3 separate regions of the Mus musculus genome follow, and regions 1 and 2 are each linked to region 3. Evidence: chromatin contacts called from public promoter capture Hi-C data. All regions are on one chromosome and are shown on one strand. The core of a region is the stretch at or near the end of the contact, and the rest is flanking DNA. Distances in the headings are between cores, read along the strand shown.

Region 1 (3,828 bases), core at 397-2,896, 220 kb after region 3:
TAGTGTCAAGGTCAACAACAATAACATTCTTACTTTGTCTAAACTATAAGTATACCCTAAATATAACAGCAGCCAGCCAGAAAGAATGCAATGGAAACAGTTTAAGCCTCTTCACATATGCTACATAATTCGTGCCTGAAGCTAAGGAATAAAAGGCATTAAGTGCTGAAAAAAAGAATGCTATAGGAATGTTAGGTAACGGGTTTAATCCTTACATGTGCCATACCAGAGATCTTAATAGAAGCAACAGAAAGGGGGAAAAATGACTTTAAAAACAGACATCAAAAACTAAGCCTAAAGAATCAATTTTGGTAAATTTGCCCCACTACTTTACCCAATATTTTAAACAGCTAAAATCATATACACAAAATGAGTTTCATATAGACTATAGGGAAAAACAGAAGTTTTCCAAAAGAAGTATGTTCACAGGAAAAGAACATGAAAGAGCAACTAAGCTCCATACTAAAACAGAAAAATTGAGATCACAGTACCCCAACACCAAGTCAAAACAAACAATTAAGCAGTTGACAGAAAACACATTTTTATTCAAAATTCCCATAGACTCAAGGGAGGTAGAAAGGCATGGATCTTCCAGGACTCACTGGACAGCCATCTGGCCCACTTGATGTGCTCCAGGCCAGTGAAAAGAGACCCTATCTCCCAAGTAATGACTACAGAAGCTGTCCTCTGTCCTCTACACAGACATATACATATACAAAATATTGAGATTGAGTGAGAAATCTCAACACAGGCATCTAAGATGACATTCTGCAAAAAAAAAAGCAGGCACACATTAATATACATGAGCATACACCGCCCCCAAACACATAATACACTGAGAAAGTAACATTCCCATAGACTCAAACAGTATATAAGGTGTTGAGGTATTCACTATCAAATATGCTTCAATTGAATAAATTTGCTGCAAATAAATTAACCATCATAATAAGTATGTGTCTGTAGATGTTGATGAGTGTAATGTACTCAGTAGCACTGCCATAGTAACTAAGCCTTTAAGAAATGAGAAGGATGCCTTCTTTGCACTTCTTTGTGAAGCAGACTGAACTAGGCAATATTCACATCATTCAGTGAGAAATCTCAATCTAAGATGACACTCCGCAAAGAAATCAGACATACATTCAAATGCTGCCATTTCCTTATACCCAACTCATTCTTTAGTAGAGAGAAATTATTTACAGAAAAAACTGAAGGTAGGTAACACTGCTTTGGAAACCATCCTTTAAAAGTCAGTTGTTTATGAGACTGCTTCTTGTCTGTGAAGAGGGCTACGGAGGGCACTGAGTGGCCCTAAGAAGAAGTCACTGCTTCTTTCTGATGTCATTCTCAAACTCCTAACTGACTAACTGAAGTGAAACCCTGAACAGGCTCACTTAGTATTTCCCTCTTCCTTTATCCGCCCCCTTGTGGACACAGAGAATGAAACCCTAAGGAAAGGAAGCCAGGACAGGACAAAGAGAAACCAGCCAATGACCAATGGAAAGTGGTTCCTTTCCTCAAAAGCACTAGGGGACCTCAGTCTCATTACCTTTTAGAAAAACAAACTGAAGGACTCACAGCTGATATCTGCTGTTTATTGCAACAACAGTCTACTGGCTAGTTTTTCATATGCTTTTGAAATTCACACTGAAGCAGGTAAAGGATCGTTAGTGTTCAGAACAGATTATCTGGGGAAAGAGATCAAGGCTTTATATCTCTTGAAACAGAAAGCAGCCATTTATCTTTTTTAGTTTTAGTGCCATTTTATTTATTTTTTTTTTAAAAGATTTATTTATTTATTATATGTAAGTACACTGTAGCTGTCTTCAGACACTCCAGAAGAGGGCGTCAGATCTCCTTACAGATGGTTGTGAGCCACCATGTGGTTGCTGGGATTTGAACTCCTGACCTTCGGAAGAGCAGTCGGGTGCTCTTACCCACTGAGCCATCTCACCAGCCCCGCCATTTTATTAAAGGTATTTTTATTATGTGAAAGGTCAGTAATGAAATATACTCAATTGTTTAAATAGTGCACGATCTGAGATGGTGTGATGCCCTCGTCAGTCTAGAGATCACATGACACTGTGAGGGGAACACATACATGCAGATCTAGACATCAAAATATATAGAGACAGACCATACATATCAAAATAATGTAAAGAACGAAGGTAGTTCAATTTTTTAATTTTGTTTAAAAAACAAACAAACAAAAAAAAAAACCCCAAAAAGTAAATAAAATTGTTAGTCAGAATTTAGAAATCTAACTTTTCTACTCTTACAACAATGTCCTAAAAACGGCAGAGCCAGGTGCGGTGGCACATGCTTGTAAACCATCACCCGGGAGGCAGAAGTCTACACAGTGAGCTCCAGGACAGCAAGGGCTAGAGACATCCTGATCTCAAACAACAACAAACAAACAGTTGAGTGCTGGCACAAACATCTGGTAAGTAAAAGTGCTTGCTGTGCACATCTGCTGCCTGCCTGAATTCAATCCCTGAAACCCGCCTAAAGGTAGAAGGAAAGCCATTCTGCAGCTCCGTCCTCTGACCCCACAAGTCCCATGGCCCTTGGGCTCTGTGCCAAGACAGCAGGTGCTCATGCTCCCTTTCTCTCTCAAACTACAACAATAAAGTACTTTTAATTAAGACGTTACCTTAATGTTAAAGCAAAGTTCACTAAAAATAGCTTCAATAAACAGTAGTTGCTCTTTTACAAGATTGCAAAGCTTTGGTTCTTACTGAAATATGTTCTGGTTTCCAGATACTATATTTTCTTATCTTTTAAAAACATGTCATCAACAAGAGAGTGGTCTGCTATCGACTGATCAGTGATTTTCACTCTATGCAATACACAGAAGGCAGATCTCATGAAGCAAAAGAATCACAACAGTAAATAGCTATTACTTTAACAACAACAACAAAAAACCTGTATAAATTCCAAATTTTTCTGAGTGATAACTTTAAATACTTTTCTATATATTTAAATATTTGTATATACTTTAACAACAACAACAAAAAACCTGTATAAATTCCAAATTTTTCTGAGTGATAACTTTAAATACTTTTCTATATATTTAAATATTTATATAATTTACATTTTATATAATTCATTTGCAACCAACAAGATAACTGCATTCTGTTTTTTAATAAGTCTGCATCACTTTGAAAATTGTGTCAACCTCATCTAACCTTCCCTTTTTCAGGTTTGACCAAATGACAAAGTCCCAGTGCACAGGCCCTGCCTGTCACCATACTAAGCACAAACCCACTCACTCCCAGCCAAGTTCTAGCACAGGGCAGAACTGAGGTGTTAAAACTCAACCAGGCTTCCAAGTTCAACACCATCTTAATCTCTTGGAAAATCAGTCAGAACTGCATGTAAATTCTACTGTAGCTTGGAGCAGAAACTAATTCAATATTCCCTGCCCCTCTCCATAAAGAGCCTCTCAAATTAAAAAAACAAACAAACAAACAAACAAAACCAAAACACTTCACAGACTTCTGAAGAATCTGTAACTTCAGGACCAAGACAAACACCCGCCAAGAGCCAGAGGACAAGTTTAATCCCTCCCTACTAGTGGCTCTCACTGGCTAATCCTACGAAGTCTTCTGTGTCAAGCTCTTGAATAACAGATTGAGCTCAGCATGTACATCCACCTCAACCCACAGGGCAGAGCTGTAGTTAGAAAATAAATGAGTACTTACATAAACAAATTAGCTCTTGTCCACTTTATTGTGACAGTGAAAGGAGAAAACCCTGAGGATGTGGCTCTGTTGGTAAAGTGATCATTCTGTGAGCACGCAGCCCTGGGTTCAATCTCCACCACCACAT
Region 2 (3,767 bases), core at 1,125-3,624, 150 kb after region 3:
GATCCCTTTAGCTCCTTGGGTACTTTCTCTAGCTCCTCCATTGGGGCCCCTGTGTTCCATCCAATAGCTGACTGTGAGCATCCACTTATGTGTTTGCCAGTCCCCTGCATAGTCTCACAAGAGACAACCATATCTGGGTCCTTTCAGCAAAATCTTATTAGTGTATGCAATGGTGTCATCGTTTGGAAGCTGATTATGGGATGGATCCCCAGATATGGCAGTCTCTAGATGGTCCATCCTTTCGTCACAGCTCCAAACTTTGTCTCTGTAACTCCTTCCATGGGCAGAAGCAATTCTTAAGTTTTAAATTGTACATCATTCTACACGCTGATGGGGGCTGACACTGGTTCTTGCTGGAAAGGGAGTCACCCATCTGACCAGTATTTCTATTCTGTATACACTGCTCGCTTGGGAGTCACTTAGTGATAAAAGATCTTGCTTTCTCCGGTCATCTGTCATGATGTCAGAGGACTTGTATTCAAGTGACTTATTTTACTTAATAATGGCCCTGAAGCCAGTGTGGTGACATATCCACCTATAATCCCATCATGTAGCAGGCTAAGGCAAGAGGATTGCCGTGAGTTTGATTCCAGATTGGACCACAGAGAAATACTGTCTCAGAAAACGGCAAGGGGAAAACTGCCTTGAAGTCAGCGTGCTGGCACACCACACAGACGTAGCTACTTGGGAAGCTGAGGCAGGAGAATCATTTTTAGTTTAGCCAATAGGCAACACAAAGAGACCCTGTTTCATATATTTTTATATGGGAGCCTTCTGAAGTGCAGGGTTTTATCATAGGTCATTGTTATAATTGTCTTATTAGCTACTGTTATTGAGCTCCAATTGTGTCTAGTTCACAAATGAAGGTGAAAGGCAAAAACAAAACAAACAAAACAAAAACAGGGCTGGCGACATAGGTCAGTCACTAAGGTGCTTATTGTATAAGCTTGAGAACTTTTCCATCCAAAACACATATTCAAGATGTCAGGTGTAGACTAGGTATGGGGGCCCTTGTGTTAGAGTGAGAATTCCTTCCCAGGTTTTCTGAGGCACCATCTCTGTGGGGCTGCTTTGGGTAGGGCGGGAAGCTGGAGAGGAAGTGCTGCCACTGTGGACAGCCCATGTGGGACAGCTCCTGCAGTGGTGTTCACGAAAGCCGTAGGCTGAGGCAGGAAATGTGTCGCCGCTTTGGATCACTCCTGAGGCAGTGCGTCTCCGTGGACAGCTCCTGTAAGGGCTGCAGGCGGAGATGCTGTGGCGTCCATCTTGACAGGAGACCCATTTAGGACAGCTCACGTGGGACAGTTTACTGCGCGGGTGCGGGAGGAGGGGCCTGCCTTCGCTTTGAGAATTTAGTGGTGTGCTGCTCACGGAAGACAACCGCGACTAGCAGAGTAATGACCCACACGAAGCTAGAAGTTAGTTCTGTCCTTGATTCAGTGTCTGAGAGTCTGACCCCAAAGTATTTTATTTTAGGCATATTTAAGCATGGTACAATTTGGTGAAAAGTTTCCTGGTGACAACTCAATTGCATGTACACAGTAAAAGCACAAATTAAACCAAATAAAGATTCTACGTGACTACATTGAAACTCTTTGTAAGTACACGTGACACCTCCCATAAAGATGGGCTGTGTAGTCTGAGAGAAGCCAGCCAGCCCAGGGTAAGGGTCTGGGGAGGGTCTGGTGTGGTCTAAGTCACACGGATAGTGCAAAAGTTACCATGCTATTAACCACGTCTGTTCTAGCCTTCTGGGCAGATAGCAGGTTCTGTCTGTTCCTTTGAAGGAACAACCCGGTATGTTTAACATTCTAAGTACCTAGGGCTTATCTGTGGGCACAAGGACCGCCGGGCCTTCTACAATGATAGAGGGTTTTTTCTTTTGTTTTCATGGTTTTTTGAGACAGGGTCTCGTGTAGCCCAGGCAGGCCTAGAATTTGATCATCTGAAAAAGATACATGAGCCTATCGGGGACACTTGACGTTCAAACCACATAAAAAGTGTGAGAGGCTAAGCTGGTTCTGAGCATCCACGATGTTGGGTGTTTGTCTGCTATTGTGATGCAGGCAGAGTGAGTGGAGAGAGACAACGCTTCTTGGTCCTGCTCAAACTCGCCAAAGCACCTCCACAGGAATGCGTCCAACATGTTCTAAGAGCTGCAGAAACAGCTGCAGGTTTTTATGAGGTTCAAAAACAGGTCACAGATGAACACAGATTTACCAGTGCTGAAGCAACATCAAGGGTCCAGAAGCCACGAAGCATGTTGGCTGCTTCTTAAACAAGCTTGTTTAGTTACGGGGCTGAGGATCTCGCTCAGCTGATAGAGCCAATGGCCTTGCATACATGAGGGTCAGGTTCAACCGCCTGCACCAGGGGGAAGGGTGGGGCGGGGCGGGGCGGGCCCGGGGGCGGGGCCTGGCAGCGAGGGCTTCCTGACCTGGATCTCTAGGCCTCTCTTTTTCTTAGTGTAGCTGCACAGCTTGAAAAAATCCCAGCTTATAGGACAAGTCGGTTTCTGATTTCTCTGTTGTTAGCTGTTCACAATTCCTAAATTGGACATTTCATTTCTACACACAATTTGTCACTTAATGTCTGTTTCTCGCTTAAGGAATTTGTGGCAAATTGGTTCACATGGAAACAATAAGGGAGAGACTATTGTTTAAAGAACATTTTAAACATTGTACAACATGTGCCTGATAGCTCGTAAAAATTTGTTTAAAGTGACGCTGTCTGGGAATGTGAAAGCCGTGCCTAGCCTCTCCTCTGACTGTCAGGACAGGCTGGATAGAGTGATAGTAACCAGCCCATCTTCTCTGGTGGTGTCTTAATTAGGGTTAGTATTGCTGTGATGAAGCACCATGGCCAAGAGCAAATTGAGGAGGCAAGGGTTTGTCTGGCTTGCCTTTCCCATCACTGTGCATCGATGAAGGAAGTCAGGACAGGAAGATCACAAACAGGGTAGGAGCCTGGAGGCAGGAGCTGATGCAGAGGCCATGGAAGGGTGCTGCTTATTGGCTTGCTCCTCATGGCTTGCTCAGCTTGCTTTCTTACAGAACCTAGGACCACCAGCCCAGGGATGGCACTATCTGTAGTGGGCTGGGCCCTCCCCCAGCAATCACAGGCTTGCCTAGAGACGTTTTTCTCAGTTGAAGCCCCCTCCTCTGATGACTATATTTTATGTAACACGCTGAACTAGAATATGCATAATGAGCCCCTGCCACAGCTCCTCCCCACTGACCTCCGTTCTGAGTTCCTCTCAGTGTTCATGTGGGTTCTTCTTATAAAAATCTATCAGTGTTTGATTCCTGAAACTTTACAGGGGTCCAGCACCCGGGAATATTTCCCCTCCCCCACAGGCACAGGTCAGCCCGAGGACTAGATGCTAGGACAGCCTCTGCCTGGGAAGAGAAGACTCCAGTGGAGAAGACTGGGGGGGGGGGGGGGGCATGTGACATGTGCTGGTCATCTGACATTCTTTTGGTCAAAGAAAGACATCCTTTTCTGAAACTGTGAGATACTTTTTCTTCAATTTTGACACGATTGTAGGTCTCAAAAGTTACCAAACCACCAGAGTGATCTTGTGTAGTCCCCCCCCCTTTAAAAAAGATTTATTTATTTTATTTATATGAGTTCACTGTTGCTGTCTTCAGACACACCATAAGAGAGCATCAGGTCCTATTGCAGATGGTTGTGAGCCACCTGTGGTTGCTGGGAATTGAACTCAGGGCCTCTGGAAGAGCAGTCAATGTTCTTAACCGATAAGCCAG
Region 3 (3,416 bases), core at 112-2,611:
ACATTAGAAAACAATAGCTCAGGTCATCTTGTGCTCCTTAAGATGTCCCGGCCCCCTTCTAGTTCCCTGTCCATGAGCTCAGAAATAACTGACTGTTGAGTCTCTCCTTGGGAGTCTATGAACCACCCACAGCCAGACGAATGCAAAATCCAGTCAAAATCCCACATGACACCTGTCAGGTGCAGGCAGAGATCTACTTCCCAACGGAGACCTGCAAAAACCTAGCCCGTGACACCAGTGGCTCTCACAGAAGGCGAGGCAGCACAGTTCACCACAGGAGCAAAGTGCACACTTTTGATATTTCTTGACCATTCAACCACAGGCAACCACGGGAAAGGACAAAGGTACAGCTAATTCTGCAGTTCTGTAAGAGAGAAAATAGCAACAGCATTCTGACACCTCCCTCCAAAGAACTCTCAAGGAAAAAGCCTGAACTTGGGACTGGTCTGCAGGCAGAACAACAAGTAGCCAAAACTATAAGCAGGGACATGAAGCCACTCCTTTAATAGCTACCAACCAATACTAGTTATTATGTGTTGCTACACGTTGATAGACTTTCAGACAGCTAGGCAATGAAAGATATTCTAAGCGTTCTTATTTTTTAAAAAAAGAAGCAATAAGGAGAAAGGGGAATCATGAGAACAGAAATTGGTGTGTCAGATGAACTTGGGCTGTTAAAGTGACTCAGCCTCCTGCCTTGGGACACATACACACAGGAAAGCAGGGTGCCTTGACTGACAAGGTTTCTGCCTCGAGAGATTTAGCCTAGCCCAGTGGTGCATGCGAACCAGCCTCCTTGCCAACCCAGGCCAATAGTTATCCGTTAGTTACTATCATCTTGGTAAAACTCTTGTCTGCGTTCTTAATAAGAATAAGCTGCTTTCACGCTGGGGTATTTGGCAGGAGGATCAAGAGTTCAAGGATAGCCTCAGCTAACCTAGAAATTTTGAGGCCAGGATGAGCTACACAAGACCTCCGTCTCAAAAGCATAAGAACACAGTTTTCGCAGGTTCATTGCTAGTATTCAATGATGCCAGGCACCTCTGGCCTGCGCTGACAAAAGTGACCCCGCACCGATTTAAGGCTCTCCTTACTGCTTGGCTAAGCCACGGCCACCACCTAGTCTACTGCCAGACTAGCTTCGGAGCCCAAGTGCGAAGCGCCTGGAGGAGCGAGGTACAGCCTGATGCCCACCCGAGGCACCCACGGCCGCCCGCGGGAGGTCCCGCGTTCGGGACGCTGCCAGGGCGCCAGCCATTGCAGCACGGCGCCACTGAGACCTTTACCTGCCTACGATCACCACCCCGCCCGCTGCTGGGGACGCCATGGCAGATCCGGGCCTGGCTGTACAGCTGCGTTAGCGGAGGGAGCGAGCAAAGCAGAGCGGGTCGCGCGCCAGAATAAGGCTGGGCGCCTGGGTGGGCGTGCCCAAACCTCATGAGGACTATCCCATTGGCTGACAAGCTCCGGGGAGGGGCCAAGGCGCAGGAGAGGCGGAGCCCTCGGGGAGAGACTTCAGGAAGGCCACTGGGCTCTAGCACCGGGGAGCGTGGGACGGTGGATGCAAACAGGGAAGACCAGACACTTCTGAGCTGAGCAATTTTTATTTTTAAGTTTCTAACAGGAAACCATTAAACCATGAGCGGATACTGCCAGGTTGGCGCAAAGGTTCACCCCAGAGACACTTTCAAGAAAATGTTGCTTTAAAGACGTTAGCACCAGTTTGTCACTTTAAGGACTTTTGTTCCACTGTTTACATTCTACTCTACACTGGAAATCCAGGTCTGGTGAGATACCTGCAGCCTGGCTTCACTGATGTGAACGGAGGCCCGGATACTTAAGGGACAAGCTACAAATGGAAACTCCGGATATGTTACTCTGAGAAACGGAAGGACGAATTTGAATTCCTTGTAGCGTACCACAGCTTCTGTGTGCCTTACTTCCTCCTTCCAGAGGCGTGCAGTGCCAAATGTGTTAGGAAAAGAAAAAGAAAAACCAAGCAGGGCGTGATGGAATGCACCTGCTCTCGCAAAACCTGGGAGGCTGAACCGGGAGTTCCAGCCAGGCTACATTCAGAGACAGCAAGACCCTGTTGCAAAAAAAAAAAAAAAAAAAAAAAAGGCTAGTGCCCTGATTACACTTGGGTCTGAGACCAGAGAACGAGAGGCATTACACTGCATGACACAAGTTTTGTGCCCACAATCGGAAGTGGAAACACTTTGAGGCCAGCAGTTTGGGAAAAGCTGAAATCAGAACACACTCACACTGACAGATTCAGGAGAGTAGACACTTGCCTTATTCCCACCACCTTGTCAGGGATTCGGAAAGAGAAACCTCTGAGGCAGTCAGGTTTTTAAACAGTTCCACAAATTATCAATAAACATTTGAAGATGCCGAGCCCCGTTTAAATGAGATGAAAAGTGGCACGAGGAAAACACCTTTTACCCATCAGATCGGCCAAATTACACTGATGGCCAGTCCCTCTCTGCAAGGGAGAGTGTACTGACTGGTTTTGTGTCATCTTGACACAAGCTGGAGTCATCAGAGAGGAAGGCTGCTCAGTTGAGGAGATGCCTCCATGAGATCCAGCTTAAGGCATTTTCTCAACTAGTGATCAAGAGGGGAGGGCCCATTGTGGATGGCCAGTAGGCAGCTCCCTATATAGCCCCTGCATCAGTTCCTGCCTTCGGGTTCCTGCCCTGCTTGAGTCCCTGACCTGACTTCCTTCGGTGACAAACTGCAAGACTAAACCTTTTCCTCCCCAACTTGCTTTTTGGTCATGGTGTTTTGTTGAAGTAATAGAAACTCTAACTAAGACATATTTTCTTACAAACCTAAGGCAGCTTTAAACTGTCTCTTCCTTTCTGAAGAAGAAGGTCAAATGACTAAGGTTATGAATGCCACCTTATCCTATTTTGTGTCTGCCTAGACACTCCTCCATCTTCAATCCTGCAAAAGCCGTATCTGCCTTGGCAATGCTTATTTTCAGTGCATGATCCTGACCATGGTCCAGGCATATTAACCAAAATAATTAATGTTTGCACAAGCTAAAGCTAAACCAACTAAGAGGGTGTATAAATAAAAAAGAAGTAGTGTCTAAAAAATACTGCTGAGTTTTACAAGAAAACTTAGATGTTACTAGGACACCCCAAATTCCTCACTAATGTGAACCCTACCTCTAGCACTAGTGCAATTGTGGTTTTTGTTTTTAAAAACACCATGCCCCTGAGCTTGAACATCAAGAGACATTTTGGAGTCATGAGCCCACGTTGGTCTAGCAATTAATAAAGGGCTCGTGTACTTATAATAGGTTTGATTAGCATGGTTGCCAGTAGCTACCTCTTATGGATCATTTCAAGGTCACAGTAAGTCATTTGGGAGAGCATCTGCCACAGCTCAGGATCAAAAGTACCAAC

What was found. Promoter capture Hi-C pulls out the DNA fragments that hold promoters and counts their contacts.
Region 1: a contact with region 3 is called in a promoter capture Hi-C map of the HPC-7 cell line. The contact joins the enhancer-like site here to the promoter of Cryl1 in region 3. A contact is called at or near these places in 12 of 39 promoter capture datasets (the 3T3-L1 cell line, the C10 cell line, the HPC-7 cell line and 7 more), 2 of 484 Hi-C or Micro-C datasets (embryonic stem cells and nephron progenitors), 3 of 115 datasets of contacts at active chromatin or transcription factors (bone marrow-derived macrophages, embryonic basal ganglia and memory CD8 T cells) and 3 of 9 other capture datasets (adipose tissue, embryonic stem cells and liver).
Region 2: a contact with region 3 is called in a promoter capture Hi-C map of trophoblast stem cells, with 2.1 times the contacts expected there. The contact joins the enhancer-like site here to the promoter of Cryl1 in region 3. A contact is called at or near these places in 9 of 39 promoter capture datasets (the 3T3-L1 cell line, the C10 cell line, HPC-7-derived erythroid cells and 4 more), 1 of 484 Hi-C or Micro-C datasets (centrocytes), 3 of 115 datasets of contacts at active chromatin or transcription factors (embryonic stem cells, extraembryonic endoderm stem cells and microglia) and 3 of 9 other capture datasets (adipose tissue, embryonic stem cells and liver).

The regions. Positions count from the first base shown.
Region 1 is chr14:57,618,250-57,622,077 of GRCm38.p6, forward strand. The region is part of intron 6 of Xpo4 (exportin 4); the gene reads right to left. Among named protein-coding and RNA genes, the nearest start is that of Xpo4, 45 kb to the right of the region's middle. Within about 2 kb of position 1,647, at least 25 of the 459 cell types and tissues checked have an H3K27ac peak or open chromatin away from gene starts, as enhancers often do. A contact at or near this core is called in the HPC-7 cell line and bone marrow-derived macrophages, where this site is marked.
Region 2 is chr14:57,544,522-57,548,288 of GRCm38.p6, forward strand. No RefSeq gene overlaps it. Among named protein-coding and RNA genes, the nearest start is that of Il17d, 22 kb to the left of the region's middle. Within about 2 kb of position 2,375, at least 26 of the 459 cell types and tissues checked have an H3K27ac peak or open chromatin away from gene starts, as enhancers often do. A contact at or near this core is called in trophoblast stem cells, where this site is marked.
Region 3 is chr14:57,397,122-57,400,537 of GRCm38.p6, forward strand. It overlaps Cryl1 (crystallin, lambda 1), which reads right to left and starts at 1,362. Exons shown (of 8, transcript NM_030004.3): 1 at 1,287-1,362. The coding sequence starts at 1,327.